2 separate regions of the Zea mays genome follow, and region 1 is linked to region 2. A link is a contact called in public Hi-C data. All regions are on one chromosome and are shown on one strand. Each heading gives the region's core, a stretch centred on a gene start, on an enhancer-like site or on the middle of the called end of the contact. The rest is flanking DNA. Distances are from core to core; before and after follow the strand shown. Region 1 holds the start of LOC100284043. Region 2 holds the start of LOC100281587 (DNA replication licensing factor mcm4).

Region 1 (6,149 bases), core at 1,802-4,301, 160 kb before region 2:
CAGTTAGCTCGATCATGATTCATGAGTGTACTAAAGAATAAGCACAGCCTGTGGTGCATGGCGGGAGCTAAAAAGCTCCAAGCCCTAGGTCTAGGAAGGGCAACCTAATCTGTTGGGTTGTAGCCGGGTCATGTGGTTTACGTAGTTGGAGTGTATTTTCCGCCCCTAATACTTGGTTCCCGTATGAGAGGGTAGGTTGTTTGGGAACCTTTTTTCCTCTCTATAATTAATGAATCACAGCTCTCCTGCTCTTTCCCAAAAAAAATAACAGTTCTGTACATTGTACACAGACTGAAACCGAGCTTAACAACTTCAATCCATGACTCCGTGTAAGAACAAATTGCAATATGCCTGTACAATTCAGTTATGACGGCCAGCAAATCTAACTCCAGTAGCAGCATCACCAGACTAGTATTTTTGACGAATGGCATATTAACATCACCGTTGGATAATTATTTAAAAATTGTACCAAGAACTTTATAGTACCTTCCCAATAGCTACACAAGCAATACAGGCGAGCCCACAGTAACTGAAAAGCAGCCATATCAAGAAGCCCCACTTTTGTCCTTCCTCTGGCAACTAAAAAGAATAAAATGCATTTAGTAGAATTTACTGTATAAAATAACACAAGTAGTACCTATATCAAGAATAAGAGAACTCACGCAGCCTCTTGCAGTGCTAAACCACAATGTTCCAATCACAGTCCAAACCCAGAGAAAGGGGTAGAGAAGTAGCACAAGAACTGAGAGGACAATTATTCTTCCACAAAAACGAGCATATCTCTGTTGCCATCCGAGATCTCTATATTTTTTTTTCAAAAAAGAAGATACATAATAGAATAAACTGACAGCCATACTTTTGCAAAGTTCAGTTAGTCATTGGTAGTGGAGCAAACAAACAAGACAAAGCTTAGAAACCTAAAACATCAGTATAAGAACGACAACCATAAGGTAGCAAAAATTATGGTAGGAAAACAGGTGTCAAGAAACTCCCATGCACCAAGATAAATCATAAATGGCACAGCTATCATTATTTTGATCATAAGGATACAGTCAGTCAGTCACATTGAAATTCAAATCTTAGAATCATGCTTTCCATATATATATAAAAAAACTGAGATCTCCTAATTAGACGGTTTCATTAGCTGATTAAAAATGGAGTACTTTGGACAAAGAAAAATCGAGACTACAAACCCAATATTTTTTATTGACTCACCATTTTCTTAAATGAACTCATCAGGTGGTAAATCACACAGCCATAGGTATCCATCTAGCATATGCATCTCGATAATCTTGTTTTCATTAAGAGTTGTCATAGAACTAACAATTTGATTAGTTTAACACAAATAGGACCAGGTTGCAATCAGGTGGCTGCTTGTAATTCATGTTGGTGAGGTCATTTTACTCATTCAGAACGCAACTTGTTTTCTAGAATCTAGACTCAATCAAGGGGAGGGACATCGCCTTGACTTCACCTTAAAGTAGGGGCCCACTGAACTCTAGAAAGCAGGCAGGAACCTCACACGTGCTTGCTTCTTTGGCGGTCACGGAACCATCTGTTCTGTTACAAACCAGAGAGGTGGGCACACGACCCACGCAGCGCCAGGGCTTGACCCAGGTGCGGAGCGCCACACCTGGGTGCTAAACCATCGCGCTGTTAGCATGTCTGCTGACAACTTGCTTTTCTATTTAGCTTTTTTGGTGGCTGATAAAGCAGTGAGAGCATGAATATGATGCTCAATTGCAGCAAGGGTCAGCAAAGACGTGTTTGCATATGTAAATACAAAATGCTAAATTGCAGTGCAATTAGTTTGTATTGCGATACTTTGCTGAATTAGGAAAAAAAAAGCAAGATGGGGGGTGGGGCTTAAAATGACTTACAATCCCATTCCTGCAGCGAGACCATTATCAACAAACATTAGGAGGCGGAAGATGAAGACAGTGGTGTAGTCCACCTGTTGCATGCAGGCAGTTGAAGCAATGAATTACAGTAGATGCGATCCTTAAAGTAGTAGTAAGCACCGAGAGAGAACCAAACCAACCCTAGAAACTTGCTCCCTCCAGTCATCCAAAGATGATGTTTTCACAGGATAACGTGCAAATTTTCACTAATCATCCAGTCTTAATGTCTTCTTTTGATGGAAGGAATGAATTTTTTTCTATGTATCTAGATACAGTACTAAGGAAGAACAGGGGCAAGGAAGAGACCATACCACTATCCAAATGTGGAGCGGGTGGGCACACAGGCGATACCTCTTCCAATTAATGGAAACGATAATTCTAATCATGCATCAGACGATTATTAAGGAATAGCATTTAGCAACAAAATAATATAGGTGCACACATAACAAATTGGATTGGACGAAGTTGGTAAAGGTCTTATCGGGTGAAGTAGGATACACGCTAGTGGCGAGCATGGAGAGGAAGAACCCATCATACCTGCAATGAATCGCAAACCCAGCCTCTCAATCAGTCAAACCTTGACTCACCAAGGAGGGATTTAACGAGGGGACGAGTTAAGGAAGAAGCGGCGAGACGAGAGGGGGCAGACGCACCACTTGAAATCGACGCCACGCATCGGCATGGTCGTCGTTCTCTTGTTAAGGGCCGAGTTGGAAGAACTGGAAATCAAGCGTTAAGCTTTAATTGGCAATCAAAATTGAAGAAATCTAAAGGGAAAATCCACCCGTCAATCCCCACGGCCACAATCGGCAAAACGCACGAGTGCACGAGCCAGATTCGTTTAGGGGGCATTGGTGGGATGGGGCTCCCAGAGGCCAGAGGCTGGCAGCTTCACTGTGCTCACCTGAGTCCAGCCAGCAGACGGAAGCACCGGGGGAAGGGGAGGGGGGTGCGCCGCCGCCGACAGCGCAGGCTCTCCGCAAACGAGGCAAGGGAGATTAAGATCCCGTGGTGATTCTGCTCATCGCCGAGGGATGCACTCCTCGCCGCCGCCGCAGCAGCGTCTCATCGCAACGCCTTCCAAAACAGTCCACGAAAGGGAACGGGACGGAAACGGAGACAGCAAACGCTCCTGCACGGCCGCACCGACTCGGGCACTCCGCCGCCCACTCGCAAGTCGCAAGGCAACTAGAGATGGCAATGGGTACAAACCCGCTGTGTTTTACCGTCCCAAATCCGTACCCGTGAAAAATATTTATACCCATTAAAAAACCCGTACCCATGACGGGTTTGAGATTTTGCCCAAACCCGTACCCATCGAGTTAGCGGGTACCCGTGGGTTACCCACGGGTTTTATCTCCAATATGCTTGTTCTTCCTATAATCAATAAGTATCGTAAGGATTAATGAGATCATGGTCCAAAATTTATGTGATGAACAATGAGTTCATGATTTGGTATAAAAATTATTAGTAGAGAGAATGTAATACAAATAATAAGTTGTATAATTAAGTGACCTTGCACTAAGTTATCCATCCACCACATATATAACACTAGTAAAAACTATAATAGCAAGCAAGCAACACTCTCACCGACTACTTATACATTCACTATTTGATAAAAATTAGCAAGTAAATAAGGAATAACAAGTTTGTTGTTCGTTTATAAAATAAAATGACAATATGCACTAGGTTTGGTCGGGTTTAAAAAACCCACGGGTTCGCGGGTTTGGATACTATAGGAACAAACCCGTACCCATAAACCCGTCGGGTATAGATTTATGCCCGTTAACAAACCCATGAGTATGAAAATTGACCCAAACCCGTACTCTAATGGGGTAAAAACCCATCGGGTTTCGGGTTTCGGGTACCCATTGCCATCTCTAAAGGCAACACAGGCAGGTGAGCGAACCGAGCGGCTTTCTCACCCAAGAATGGGATGGCAACGGCTTTCAAAACCCCTATTCACGTGAGTAATGTTAAACGTCTGTTCGGGAACACGATATTTCTTAATTTCGAGACAATATTATGGTATTTGAGTATATCACAGGATTTTAGACCAAAAGCTGTTTGAGAGCGTATATAATAACTCTGTATTTTAAATCATGATTTTATCAATAACATAGCATTTTTGGAGTAAAAAAAGTTTTGATCTAGACCATTTTTTTGCAACTCTGGGTGAAGCAGCTCTGCTCTAGATTTTAGATTGTTTCTCATAACCGGTGGCGATGACGGGTAAATAACTCTAAATTCCATGACTAGGTTGTTTTTTTGGAGTTTTCGGAACAGCAAAAGAGGTACTCAGAAAAATTGTACTGTAACTCCAAAAACTTCATAGAATTTATAACTCTGGAGTTAATGTGTTTGACATGCTCTGGCGAACTCTTCTTTGGAGTTTTGCTCTGGAGTCATACCAACCATGCCCTTAATAGTTTGCTGCCCAAGAAATGAAAAAATTTGACTCAAGCCTGCATGCATCTCCATGTGCCCTTGTATGTAAATAAATAAATTGTCAAGGGTTTTGTCATCGTGATAGAAATGAATTTGAACTAACAACACAAGGCAGGTGTATAATAGCAAAATATGAATGCGTGTCTTATTTTAGACACGTATGTTTCTTTATGATGATTCAAGGCCAAGCATGACCTGTATTTGAAAACTTGACGAGTTAATTAGGTGTTTCTTACACATTGATCAGGATAAAAGAAATAGAAGAAATGAAAGAAACAAGGTGTCACAATTGATCACATGCTTTTGCTACAACACTCAAACCTGGGAACGGAATATTTTTATTATCAAGGTATCTGTGATATATAAGCATGGGTACCTAACTAGTCTCCCTTTAGTCAACTCCTTCGTAGAAGGGAATTTACTAAAGGGAGGATAATCCTCTCATTAATATTGCTTTGTTCTTGGTTTCTCTCAGAAGTTAAAAGCGAGTAGGATGAGCTCGACCAACAAATCCACAATCTCGAATCTCTTCATCAACAAGTAGAAAAGTGTAAAGAGAAGATGCCTTGGGTTTCTCAACTTCAGAAGCAAATCGATGAAAGCGTCAGAGGAAATGCGTAACATAACGCAGCAAATTGAGCAACCAGAGGAGCAACATTATCAGAAGGACATTCGCCATGAGGACCATAATTATGACGACTTCTTGTATGATGATGTTTCTCCATTGGCTGCAGAGTTATAGGCTATGTCATGGCCACCATTATACAGGTCACCACAATTGTCGATGTATGATGGTCTATTAGACCCAAAGCAATTTTTGATGAGCTACAAAGCTACAATATCATCTTATGGTGGCAATACAATAGTGATGCAAAATCTTTTGGCATGGCAGTTATGAGTGTAGCTCAAACCTAATATTCATCTCTTCTGCCAGGCGCCATCTCATCATGGTAGAACCTTAAGGACATGCTCATCACCAGCTTCTAAGATTTTCAAATAAAGCCCACTACAGCACACAAGCTTTCTTCCAATGCACACAAGAGTAGGACGAATACCTTCAGGCTTATGTCCAAAGGTTTCTTCGACTCTGGGCCCAAGCGCCAATGGTACAAGATGACATTGTCATCGAAGCAATGATAAAGGGGCTTCGTCCAGGACCTGCAACCAAGTACTTTGCTAGGAAAACCCCTCATTCCCTAGAGAACTTACTACAAAAGATGGATGAGTACATCAGGGTGGACAATGATTTTCGCCAAAGAAGGGAAGAAGCGCAGAGAGACATAGAGACGGCCAGGGACTTTGGGGGAAGGTTTCATTCAATACACATCCTAAGCATACACAACTCAGGCCAGAACGAAGAAAAGACTGGTCAGCCTCAAGGCCAATCAAAGTAACCCCAGGAATTAGGCACACAACAACAATCTTCATAGAGCTATTTTCGTCTACCAGCTTTAAGAGGAGGAAGAGGTGGCCGAAGTTTTGGGGGCAGATTCAATATATAACCAAGAAAGTTGTATTGCGTTTTCTGTAGAGAATAAAGGTCACACTACGAAGACCTGTCAAATCACAATACAAAAGCAAAAAAAGAGCTCGTTGTTGCTGCCCAAACAACCCAGTCAAAAGAAGTGTTTAGTACATCTTCGTATTACTCACCCTACATCCCTTAGCATGTTCAACATGAACATTCTCAGATTTAATACAAGAACTTGAATCATCGCAAACTTTTAGCTAATTAGTCAAAATTTTATTCTTCTCAGTTTCATGAGTTATGGCCTTCTCTAGCTTAGTGCATTTCACATT
Region 2 (5,812 bases), core at 2,633-5,132:
AATAGAGTTTGAATATGAGTATGAATATGTATAAGCTGTTGGAGATAGTCTTAATACCTAGTTTAATTACTCTAGTATAAACCTCAATCTACATGTATTAAGGTAGATTGGAGTGTAACTTAAACTAATTTATATCCCAATCCACCTCAACATACATAACTATAGTCTATCGTACAATATCTAAATGAAGCCTAAAGACAACGTTTAGGATAAGGAACGTGTTAAACAGCCCAAAAGCATTATGACTCCATGAGTCCAACGGCCCAATAGCACGAGACATCGCAACATGCCCGCTCCCCAACAACTGTAGCACCTGATTTGATTGGTACAAAAATTATGATGACGTCCCATTTGCAGACATCGAGCATATTGCCCAATACCCTTGTTTGAAATTCAAAATTTGAATCGTGAAGAACTCTGTTGGCGTCGATCCGGACGCCAATTACTGTGATGTGTATCGACAACGGTACTCTCTGTAAAGCGTAGATGGTCCGCGACCGAGGGCCAGATGATCCGCGACCTGGCGCGGAGGGTTTCTGCTGACAAACCGGACGGTCCGCGCCTGATGGCCGAACGGTTCGCGCGTGCGCATAGGCGACGAAGTTCGCCAACTACACCTAGATCTCGCTCCCGGGAGGGACCCTATCATGGAGGATAGATCATAAGGTTTGTCTTGGTGTCGGCAAGCCACCCAAGACGTCTCTAAACGACATACAGTCGGAGAGAGGTGAAGATTAGAGAGAAAACTATGTTACTGTCTACTCCTAGTGCAAAATGTAAATAACGAAAGATATATTGATTGTTTGATCGATTATTGGTGATTGCAATCGGTCGTACCTCTTAATATATATAGGGGAGGTCTAAACCCGTTCATAGGCGTCTCCCAATAGCAATCGTGGATTTAGAGCGATAAACTCGCGTGGAAAAGGGATTACTTGCGCCTGATTCAATCTATTCACGGGAAGTCCGCGCCTATGGATGGGCCATCTATGGGCCAGATTGTCCGGTCCTTAGGACTAGATCGTCCGGCTGTGTCCAGCGCCACAAATGGTGCTCAACAAACTCAAGCTTAGAGAAAGTGGGGAGAAATAAGATTTTGGAGAAATTGTGGGCCTGTTTGGTTCATGGCTAAATGTGTCACACTTTGCCTAAGGTTGGTCGTCTGTATTGAAGAACTAACCTTATGCATAAAAGTTAGGCAAAGTGTGACAAGTTAGTCAGTGAACCAAACATGCCTTATATTCTTCACAGTTGGCACCATCCTTGGTTTGAAACCAGGGTTTACAAAATTGGTAGAAACCACCAGTTTATCGAAATCGACGCCCAGTGGTACAGGTTAACCACAGTTTTTGCTTCAAAATTCACTCCAAATTTAAATTTGCTCAAAAAATATATAAAAATTGAAGAAAAAAATAAAAAAACTACATGTTCTAGTGAGTAATATGGTATACATGATATCTAAATTTAATTTAGTTTAGCCCATTAAAAAAGGAAAACGTATGGACCACTAGTAAACCCGTTGACCCATCGGTTTCTTTGTCAAATGTCGGCGGTAAACCATACCGAATAGTGGTAAACCACGATTTGTTACTGAGAAATCATGTTGAGTTGTTTTTTAGTAAGTTGTCAAGATTTGTTTTTTGGGTTTAGTGATACAGATTTTTTATGCGATGACATCTTGTTAATATATAGTTATATATTAGTATTGCTAATTTGCTATTGTGTAGTTATATATGTTTGTATTGTTAATATTTAGTTATATATGTAGCTAGTGATATTATTTGCTACTAATGTGTTGCATACTTGCATTTTTTGCCACATTTGTAGGACACATGTCAAATTTAGTCTAGCAGTGCGAAGAGAAGGTTGACGCAGGTTTTAAGTGCAAGTGTTGTAGAGAAACAAAGAGCTGAGGGATGATATCCGATTGAAGGAGCATCTCATGCAGAGAGGAAGAATGCAAATATGTTTCGATGTCTTATTGTTTATGTTAATGTCATTTATTACAAGTAATATGTTTTTATTTTACTCTCGTTACATGATATTATGTATTGTTTGATACATGTTGGACTTAGTCTGGAAGCATGGAGAGAAGGTTGGCACATATTTCAAGTGTAAGTATTTTAGAGAAACAAAAAGTGCAATAGGTGGTACCCGATTGAAGGAGCATCTCGCACATAGACAGAATCAACGCATATTAGGATCCTTCTCATATGACTGAGTAGTATGACTTGAGCTTAATACGTGAGTATTGTGAAATATGTCGACCTATGTGTCATGGAAGAACTCTAAAAGAACCTGTATTTGAGTATTATGAAGTCCGACGATTGTTTGTTTCATGATAATTGAAGTTTGTGGCTGCATATATATCTTGTATGTCATTTTGGTGAACATAAGTTGTATGGATCGACTAGTATTTACTATGCAACGTGGATTGAACAAACTACAAGTGAATCCTGTCACAATTTTCATTTTTATGCAAAAAAGCGCTTCAAATGGGTGGTTTATCAACGGTTTTGAGCGGTTTACCACCGATTTTTCAGCAAAAAATCGTTTTGATTTTGTTTAAATTTGGTTTGGCCAAACCAGTCGATTTTACCGGCGTTACCTATGTGTAGTTTTTTTTTTGACCCAAAACGGTTTGGTAATCCTTGATTGAGACTAATACAATCAAAGATCGAAGCACTCTTAGAAGTCGAGAGAGGGTGCACCGGCATACGAGAGAGCATTTTAAAGACAAACCCGGTCGGGAAACCAAATTCGTCATGCTCTGACCATGATCCTAAACCCTAATTGCTATGTAGAAGATTTTGACCTTGGCGCGCATTTGGTTTGCTTACTAAAATTGGGCATGACATTTATTTCTCATGTATTATTTCATGATTTTTGTTGTCCCTTTAACAAAAGTTATCTTCTAGTTTATTTTAGTTGGCCTTGTGTTGTACTATCCTTGACTTGTGGCAAAACTTTAGGTGGTGCTTAGAAGCAAAGTATTTTAAAAAAACATGGCTTTGGAACACTGTGGTTTAAGATGTCACGATACAACCATAATATTTTTACATCACTCAAAACAATACTTGTGTGGAGACAAAGTATGTTAAATCATGGTATTTAATATACATGTGTAAGAAGCTAGGCATAGACAAAGAATTTAGGTAGGAGTGGAATTTCAAACACTTCAAAAATACCATAGTAACTATAAAATATGGTATTTAAAACCGAGTTGTTTACCTGATAGCCAAACACTTTTTTAACAAAAAATACTATGACATTCTCCAATACTATGGTTTTATCTCAAAACTCGAAAAATACTTTGGTTCCAAACACCCCTAAGCGAGATAAATAGAAAAAGCTTAATGAATCTCAACATACTGGTAGTTCGGTAGCTAAGTGTCTTCAAGTGAAAAAGAAAATGATTAGTTGAGGACGAGAACTTTAATTTGCATTTTTGCAAGGAAAAAAAGTTGCTAGCATATTTTCATTAAAAAATTGAGAGGACTTCCTACCCGTTTAAGTCTCGGAGAGGACAAGTATTTTTAAAATAAGATGAGGAACTGCATTTTTTTCTTTCTAAAAAGCAATCTATATTTTGACTTTAAATCTTAATTGGCATACAAAGCGTTTAAATGATCAATCTAAGACAACTTTACACGTATATACGTACTTACATACACATACAGATACCTAACAAGGATTAGGTCCAGCCCAATTTAGAGAATATGGCCCATCTTACAAAAACATAAAAGGCAGAGTAGACTCAAACTGGACGCAACGCGGCCCATCGAGGGCCTCCTGAGTCACTTGGCGGGAAATGTGACGCTTTTGCCGCCATTCATCTCTTCTCTTCCCGCCACCGCCGCCGCCGCCTCCATCTCCCGCCATTTTACTCTCCCCTTCCCCATCCCCATCCCCATCCCCATCCCACCCTTCCCATATCCCACCACCACCTCCTCTCTCACTACCTATCTGCCATCCCGAGTGATTGTCTGTGCGACCAAGACATGGCTTCTGACGGCGGCGGCAGCTCCCCTCCTCGTAAGATCTAACCGCTCCCTCTTCCGTGGATCGCATTCAATTTGGTCCCCTTGCAGATTTCTTGCTAAGATTTGGATCCCCGTGCGGCGGAAATTTCGTTTTTGCTGTTGTTTTTCAGCCGCATCGTCGCCCTATGGTCGGCCGTCAAGCCCACTCGCGGTTACTAACTCCTCCCCATCTCAGCCCACACGCCGCTCCGGCGGTCGCCGTCGCCGTGGTTCCGCTAGTCCTTATGCTTCGTCCCCTTCTCTCGGGGGGTTCGAGACGCCGCCGCACCCTGGCCGCCGCACGCCGTCCGGAGCTGGGGCTGGCGCCCCTCGGCAGCCGCGTCAGAACTCGACTGGCCGGTTCCCGCCGACGCCCTCCACTCCAATGTCCACCGATGACGTCCCTCCATCCTCCGAAGCTGGGGACGACGAGACCGACGGCGGCGGCGGCGTCGACGCCACCCCGGTCTTCGTCTGGGGCACCAACATAAGCGTGCAGGACGTCAACGCCGCCATTCTCCGGTTCTTGCGCCACTTCCGGGACCCGCGCGACGCTGGCCGCGTCGACCCGGTCATGGACGAGGGCAAGTACATGCGCGCCATCCACCGCATCCTCGAGCTCGAGGGCGGGGAGTCGCTCGACGTCGATGCGCACGACGTGTTTGACCACGACCCAGACCTCTACAGCAAGATGGTTCGCTATCCGCTCGAGGTGCTCGCCATCTTCGACATCGTGCTCATGGACCTCGTCGCGCGCATCGAGCCGCTCTTCGAGAAGCACATCCAGACCAGGATCTACAACCTCAAGTCGTCCATTTGCTTGAGGAATCTCAACCCATCTGGTAATAGATTATTTCTTTTGGACAAGGTGACAATGCTCGAACCAAGTTAGACTGTACATTGTGTGATCTGATTTGTGATTTCGTGTTCGTTGCAGATATTGAGAAGATGGTATCCATCAAGGGTATGATAATTAGATGCAGCTCGGTCATACCGGAGCTCAAGGAGGCTGTGTTCCGCTGCCTGGTTTGTGGTTTCTACTCAGAGCCCGTCATGGTTGATAGAGGTATGGTGCTAATAGACATCTTGATCATGCAACTCTGACCCGTGATCTCATTTCAATGAATTCCGAAATATACGCCACGTCAAAATAAGAGCGCCAGTTTGGAAATTCAACCCCCCTGAGAAAATTAGGGGGATTTGAGTTTCCAAAGTAGTCCTTGGGTCTTTTTGGTTATAAGGGTTTCCCTTGAATCCCCTTCTAACCAAACAAGCCTTAATGTTTGGTTGGTCCCCACACAGCTTTTCCCAGTGCAAGGTGCTCTTCGAGGCTTCCGATTTTGGGTAAATGGGGGCTCAGATTGTTGTGCAGTGTCTGAGCTGCTTGGGAGGCCATGAGCCAAGCCTCTAATGCCCTTCAAAGAATAATCACACATCTTTGGCCTTGTTTTTTTTTATCTTGAAGGACTAGCTGCTTCGAAATGCATACAATCCATATTCAACACCGTAGCTGATAGAAAGATATGCATGCCATAGTGGACCATTTAAGTTTGTCTGTTTGTATTGTTTTTATCAATGTAAAACTAATATAATGTGCATTGCCTTTCTCAGGAAGAGTAACTGAACCACACATTTGTCAGAAAGAACAATGTAAAGCCACAAATTCTATGACCCTAGTGCACAACAGATGCAGGTAGCTACACCTACTTGTTGTCATTTTTGTCTTTGCTAGTACTCTTAACAGAATAAAAATCACGTTGAATTTAACATTGTTTTTACATGACCAGATT

The links. A called contact is a pair of places that touch in the nucleus more often than the background predicts.
Region 1: a contact with region 2 is called in a Hi-C map of leaf, with 1.7 times the contacts expected there. The contact joins the promoter of LOC100284043 here to the promoter of LOC100281587 in region 2. A contact is called at or near these places in 2 of 25 Hi-C or Micro-C datasets (both in leaf).

Annotation. Positions count from the first base shown.
Region 1 is chr3:233,358,782-233,364,930 of Zm-B73-REFERENCE-NAM-5.0, reverse strand. LOC100284043 reads right to left here and starts at 3,051. Exons shown (of 11, transcript NM_001370570.1): 1 at 2,806-3,051; 2 at 2,555-2,620; 3 at 2,400-2,438; 4 at 2,213-2,279; 5 at 1,881-1,954; 6 at 663-801; 7 at 487-579. The coding sequence starts at 2,583.
Region 2 is chr3:233,200,404-233,206,215 of Zm-B73-REFERENCE-NAM-5.0, reverse strand. It overlaps LOC100281587 (DNA replication licensing factor mcm4), which reads left to right and starts at 3,882. Exons shown (of 18, transcript NM_001368325.1): 1 at 3,882-4,035; 2 at 4,154-4,864; 3 at 4,960-5,088; 4 at 5,634-5,715; 5 at 5,810-5,812. The coding sequence starts at 4,002.